2 separate regions of the Mus musculus genome follow, and region 2 is linked to region 1. The links are chromatin contacts, called in public Micro-C maps. All regions are on one chromosome and are shown on one strand. Each heading gives the region's core, a stretch centred on a gene start, on an enhancer-like site or on the middle of the called end of the contact. The rest is flanking DNA. Distances are from core to core; before and after follow the strand shown.

What was found. A called contact is a pair of places that touch in the nucleus more often than the background predicts.
Region 2: a contact with region 1 is called in a Micro-C map of embryonic stem cells, with 4 times the contacts expected there. The contact joins the enhancer-like site here to the promoter of Rtl3 in region 1. A contact is called at or near these places in 1 of 39 promoter capture datasets (macrophages), 1 of 484 Hi-C or Micro-C datasets (embryonic stem cells), 1 of 115 datasets of contacts at active chromatin or transcription factors (embryonic stem cells) and 3 of 9 other capture datasets (adipose tissue, embryonic stem cells and macrophages).

The regions. Positions count from the first base shown.
Region 1 is chrX:106,838,925-106,841,974 of GRCm38.p6, reverse strand. Rtl3 (retrotransposon Gag like 3) reads left to right here and starts at 1,436. Exons shown (of 2, transcript NM_199468.2): 1 at 1,436-1,497; 2 at 2,113-3,050. The coding sequence starts at 2,321.
Region 2 is chrX:106,986,289-106,989,338 of GRCm38.p6, reverse strand. No RefSeq gene overlaps it. Among named protein-coding and RNA genes, the nearest start is that of Lpar4, 67 kb to the right of the region's middle. Within about 2 kb of position 1,393, at least 11 of the 459 cell types and tissues checked have an H3K27ac peak or open chromatin away from gene starts, as enhancers often do. A contact at or near this core is called in embryonic stem cells, where this site is marked.

The sequences.
Region 1 (3,050 bases), core at 187-2,686:
ATATATATATATATATTAATATATATATATATATATATATTAATATATATATATATATATATATATAAACAAGATTCTAGAAAACATAGCACTTTGAAGAACCTTAGTTTGGGTATAGATTGCTTTATAATTCCCAATAACTGTCAGGGACATATAAACATCACAACAGTAAAACTAGTTAGTTGTATAAGTATGGCTATCAGACAACTTAAATAGTTTATTCTATGTCTCAAACTGTCCACTCATTAATGATAAGAAAATAAAACAAATGTCATAACTATAACTATCTCTCTGTTTTTTAATTGGTGAAGGCATTATTAAATGTCTTTTTATTTCTTCTCAATGGGAAAGAATGCTTTAGTTTTCTGAAAGTTTTTACACAAATAGAATAAATTGTCTGATAATGGTGATATTTTTATGTATGTTTTACTTTTAAAATAATTGCAAGATAGGTACAGAACAAACTAAAGATGCACATGATTTTACTTTCTTCTTAAAGCCTCTGTATTCAGATTCAGCTAGCCTAGGCAGTCAATTTTCTGTGGTTTAGGCCTATTCTATCTCCAGGATTTATTCCACTATGCTAATAAGTGGAACTGACCATGTTTAAAGGAGACTTGGGACCATGGCTGAATTGCGTGATTTGAAGTAGCCTTATATAACTCATTGCTGCAATTAAAATAGTTGTTTCTGATCCTTGCTTTAAATGGCCATATGATCTATGCCTAGCATAAAACTATGATTTGGCATGAGAAAACAAAGAGACCAGTAAAAGTAGGGCATCCATGTGCTGTCAGGAGCTACCTGAGCAGCTCAGGTGGGCGGAAGAACCCTGGGCAGGTATATTCACAATCAGCCAAGTGCTTTTTACAAGATAGCCAATCAAAAGTTTGCCTCTCTGACATCCTTACTCTATTATAAGTTTCCTAGATCTGTCCACGGTGAAGATTCTAAAAAAGTATTTCAAGGTGGGACACTCGGGACTGAGTAGGTAGACAGGAGGAAGGACTGAGGGGGCTGTAGTTTGCTCTCTAAGTAAGAATTAAACAAACGTCTCAGTGTGGATAGAGTACGGGTAAGTTACGTGAAACAGACATAAAAAAATCAAATCCCAAACCACTGCGGTCATTCAGAAATGTTTGCAACTTTTCACAAGGGCAGTGGTATTACTCCCAATTTCCTGACCAAATATTTATTAAAGTAACCAAGGACTGAGTGCACGAAGCTGCCTCACATTGGCGCAGCATCCTACTTTCCTTCTAGCTCGGAACTGTGAGGTACTGTCAAAAGAGAGAGAGAGAGAGAGAAAAAAAAAACCACTCTTCCATACTCAAAATAGCTACGTTACAGAGGAGAGTTGGAACGTGTTCTGGGAGTGGGTGTGTTTGTTTGAGTTCAGTGTGTGCAGAAAAGGCAAGCCTCCGCAGCCATTCACACACTTCTCTCCTCAGCGATGGCTATGCAGACAGCAGAGCTCCAGCCCTACATCTCTAAATGGTAATGTACATCTATAAAGAGGATTTTGCTAACTATTTTGAAGCATTTTATAAATAATATGCATGTGCCTGCTTAATATGTATATATGTATGCTCATTTATTTATTTATTTATTTATTCAACTTTTGCTTGCTTTCTCCCGTGTCTGATTGTGTGTGGTTACTTGTGTGGTATGATTTCTGAGGTGGGAGAAAGAGCACCCCCACCCCCAATTCCTATGCTAGTCACTCAAAATATCTCTTGTGTTAGTCCTCCCAAACCTAAAATCCCCATAGCGCTCTAAACATCTGATTTGGTCGCTGAAAGCAGCTGCTAACATCCAAATGTTACATTGAAATATTAGGTAGACACTAGAAATTAAAAACGACTTAAAACAAAGGCATATGGGGCAATTGTTTCTGATATAGTGTGAAGTTTCAAAAAATGCAAACTGACATGTACAGTCTGGGTCATGTGCTTGTAAAATGTCATGAGGTCAGGGCAAATAAATATACTCCAGTTCATGAACATGAGCTTGTGGTAAAAGAAAGCCAGCAGAGTTGGACAGATTTTGTTGATTTATATAGAATGAGTGCTTTCCACAGTTTCTGATCCTCAGCTCCCTCTCTCTTCACAGTGTGTCTCACACTTCCCGGTGCTGAGCTCTAAGGCTCCCAGTGACCTCTTGATAATCAGCCTTGGCTGGGTCCAAATCCCCACCCCTTGGAAAAGTCACGGAGCCTGACGTCTGTCTGCCTGTGAGCCGCTTTCAGCAAAGACCTCACAAGCAGCTACTCAATCTCTCTTGGTAGCAAGTTGCCAAACCAGGCCCGTTTCCTCAAAAGATGGTAGAGGACTTAGCAGCTTCCTATGTTACTCTGAAATTGGAGAATGAAATTCTGCAGGCTCAAGTGAAAAGGCTCATGGAAGAAAATGCTGCCCTCCAGGCCCAGATACCAGAGCTCCAGAAATCCGGAGCAGTCAAAGAGCATGAACCACTCCGAAAGCCCTCAGAGGCCCAAGAGCCCCCAGAGTCCCCAGAGTTCCCAGCAGCCAGGGAGTCACAGAACCCCTGGGAACCCCCAGCAACCACAGAGCCCGGGGAGCCCACAAAGATCAGAGAGCCCAGGGAACCCTCAGCCATCAGTGAGCTCAGGGAACCCCCAGAGATCAAGGAGCCCCAGGAGCCCCCAGAGACCAATGAGTCTGGAGAATCCTCAGCCATCACAGAGTTCAGGGGATCCCCAGAGATCAAGGAGCCCCATTTGCCCCCAAAGTCCAAGGAGTACTGGGGACCTCAGGAGCTTCCAATGGTCAAGGAATCCTGGGAGCCCCCAGAGGCCCTGGATTCCACAGCCTGGAAGCCACCAGCAGTCAAGGAATCCCAGGAGATCCAGAAGGCTCTGGAGTCCCCAGCAACCCAGAGGCCCCAGGCGTCCCCAAGGGGTTATGATCTCCCAGCAGTCTGTGAGGCGGAGCCCACAGACAACCAGGGTACCCCAGCCCTCAAGGAGCTTCAGAGTCCACAGCTCCACAACCCTACAAATGATGAGGAGTCTCAGACGGTTCCAGAAT
Region 2 (3,050 bases), core at 144-2,643, 150 kb before region 1:
GTGATTTGAGCTTCCTCAATTACTCCTCAATTCATTCTTTGGTCTCCTTGTCTCATTGTTCCCTTTAACTGTTGTCTAGGCACTTTCACACCTACATATTTTCCTTACACTATTTAGTGTAATTTAATATTTTTGCTCACCATGGAAGGCAAAATCAAGCATTATCATGCTGGTAATTCAAATGAGTAAAACTGCTTTGTATGGGATGCATTAAGGCTTACAGTAAATGTACCTTCCCCTACTTAAATTATAATAAAATCAATTAATGAGGCTTTTAAAAAAGATTTATTTGTTTGTTTGTTTGTTTGTTTGTTTATTTGCGAGTACATTGTCGCTGTCTTTGAATATACCAGAAGAGGGCACCAGATTTCACTACAGATGGTTGTGAGCCACCTTGTGGTTGTTGGAAATTGAACTCAGGACCTGTGGAAGAGCAGTCAGTGCTCTTAATTGCTGAGCCATCTCTCCAGCACCATAGATGCCTTTCTTGAAGAAAGATTAAAAAAAAACTATGAAAGTGTAGTAAGTGATTCACTGCAATGGTACACACATACTCAATATGTGGCAACATTAAATTTTTGTTGAGATTTTCTATATGTTTCATTTTTTTTGAAGATAAATTACAATTGTTGAAAGTTTTTTTTTATTGCACCCACTTAAATATAATTGTCAACTAAATTCTGCATCTAGGTGGTGATGTCAGTATTTTTCTTTTTTTTAATATTTTAATTAGGTATTTTCCTTCTTTACATTTCCAATGCTATCCCAAAAGTCCCCCATACCCTCCCACCCACTCCCCTACCCACCCACTCCCACTTTTTGGCCCTGGCGTTCCCCTGTACTGGGGCATATAAAGTTTGCAAGTCCAATGGGCCTCTCTTTCCAGTGATGGCCAACTAGGCCGTCTTTTGATACATATGCAGCTAGAGTCAAGAGCTCCGGGGTACTGGTTAGTTCATAAGTATTTTTTTTTCAAGTTAAAGTTATGATTTTCTTGATTTTTAGTATGATATATAGTTTATTTAATTAGACATTAATCTATTATTTTAACTAACTTTGAATGTTTGTAAATCCTTTTATCTCTTTTATTTTTAATTTTTATCACTTTTTAATACCTGTCCCCTAATTCAGCTCATAAGATGATTTTGGTAGAAAGGAGATGTTAATGACCAAAAGGAGAAAGAGTGGCTTGCCAGACAATAATCATATTATGACTGAACCCCTCCCAACAATTTCATTGCTTATAGCTAGCTCCTTTGTCTCTAGATTCAGGAATTCAGTCTCTGCTGAATTCTTCCTGCTCAGAGGCGCCCCCCTGTAGCTGGGTCTCCAATTTGCCAGGCGCCTTTGTCATTGTAATTCTCTTTCTATTGGGTAAGAAAGTCTCCAGCATAGCAAAAATTACATATCAAATGGTAGCCCAGCCGAAAGGCAAGGCTTGTAGAGACATTTCTCCTGAGCATGCTAAGGCCTGCCCAAATACCACCCAGATTCTGGCTTGATAAAGGAAAGCACTGGGCCCACTGTGGCTTTTTTTTTTTTTCCGTTCTGTTTCTATGTTGTAAGATAACATTGGGCTAATTCGCTACTAAATAATAGTATTCTAAACTAGTTTTGGTCTTTCTAAACACCTTTTAGAGTCATCTTCTGGTTGTCTTTAGGGAAATTCCTAAGATTTTTAATTCTATTTTGCAAAAATAAGAAGATAATTGGGTTTAAATGATCTGGTCCTAAGAGGAAGTCTCCACAATTATTTTCAATAAATAAATAAATAAATAAATAGAAAAGGTATTTTAAGGAAGTTGGTAGCATAAATAATAATATTTGATTTAAGGACATTTGAATTATCAAAAATTATTATTCCTAAAGTGATGTGCTAAGTGGAATAGTAAAACTTTGGAATAGCAAGTTTGTTTAGCAGATTTCTGACTTCTAAGGGTGGCACACTGGGAAGGAGATGTAACTTCTTTTAGCTTCATTTTCCAAGGTTTAAAATCAGCCCAGTAACATCTTCATATTATGGCCCTATAAGAATGAAATGTCATCATTGTGTGGTATATTTAGAACAATATCTAATCAGTGCTCAATACATGGTAGTTACAAAGTCTTTATACATAAAACAATTCTTCAGAAACCCACTCTTTTCTATGCCAAAGATCAATACCTTTACTACAAAGTAACTCTCCTCGTACTTTCTCAATTAGTGAGAGAAGATGTAAGTTGCTTCTTTCAGAGAGTGCCTAACATCAGTTGACTGGTTGGATCTGGCAAAGACCGTGCAAGCTGTACTGTACACATCTGTGCAAGTGCTTAATTTTTTTTTCTCCTTTGTCTGTTAAAAGCTGGCCTCCCTGCTTCAGAGTGCAGCAGATGTTTCTTTATTTAAACTATATTCACTGAGAGGAAGGAAAGAGAAGCAGACACACATAAGGAGGAAAGAGGTCTGGGTCATAGCACCACATTTATTCAGGGGCCACCATGCCAGGAAAATTGTGCACAGCAATTGTAATTTGTTTTTTCCGTTTCATTTGATTTTTTTTTTCAAACAGGAATTTCTTGTTTCCTTAGATACTAATTAAATCTCAGTTACTGAGAACCATCCAATGGAGTTTCAGTGCTGTGCTATTCAGTCAAATGCTGTATTTATTTAGCTCTTTAGCAGGAAATTTAGCTTTCAATGCAATGGCTGGTTTTGTCTTTATATGTGTGTTTGTTTTGTTTGCTGTAGACTCAGAAATGCATACCATAGGAAGAATTAGGTTTAGAGCAGTCATTTACTTTTAAGGTAGAGTGTTTCTTTCAGAACCTTAACACATACCATGCTATGCACATATTTGGATTCAGAGGACTGCTACCATTTTGAATACATCCTTACTCCATGTAATGAAGTGTCAACTATCTTAACCTGAAGTCTTTGGGTCAAATTGTTCTGAGTAACAAGTTTTAACATCAAGTGTCTCAGCATAAAGTCAGAAGAAAATAGGTGAAACAAGAACAAGAACAAGAACAAGAACAACTGTGTTAAAGTGGTTATTGGGATTAAAAAGAAA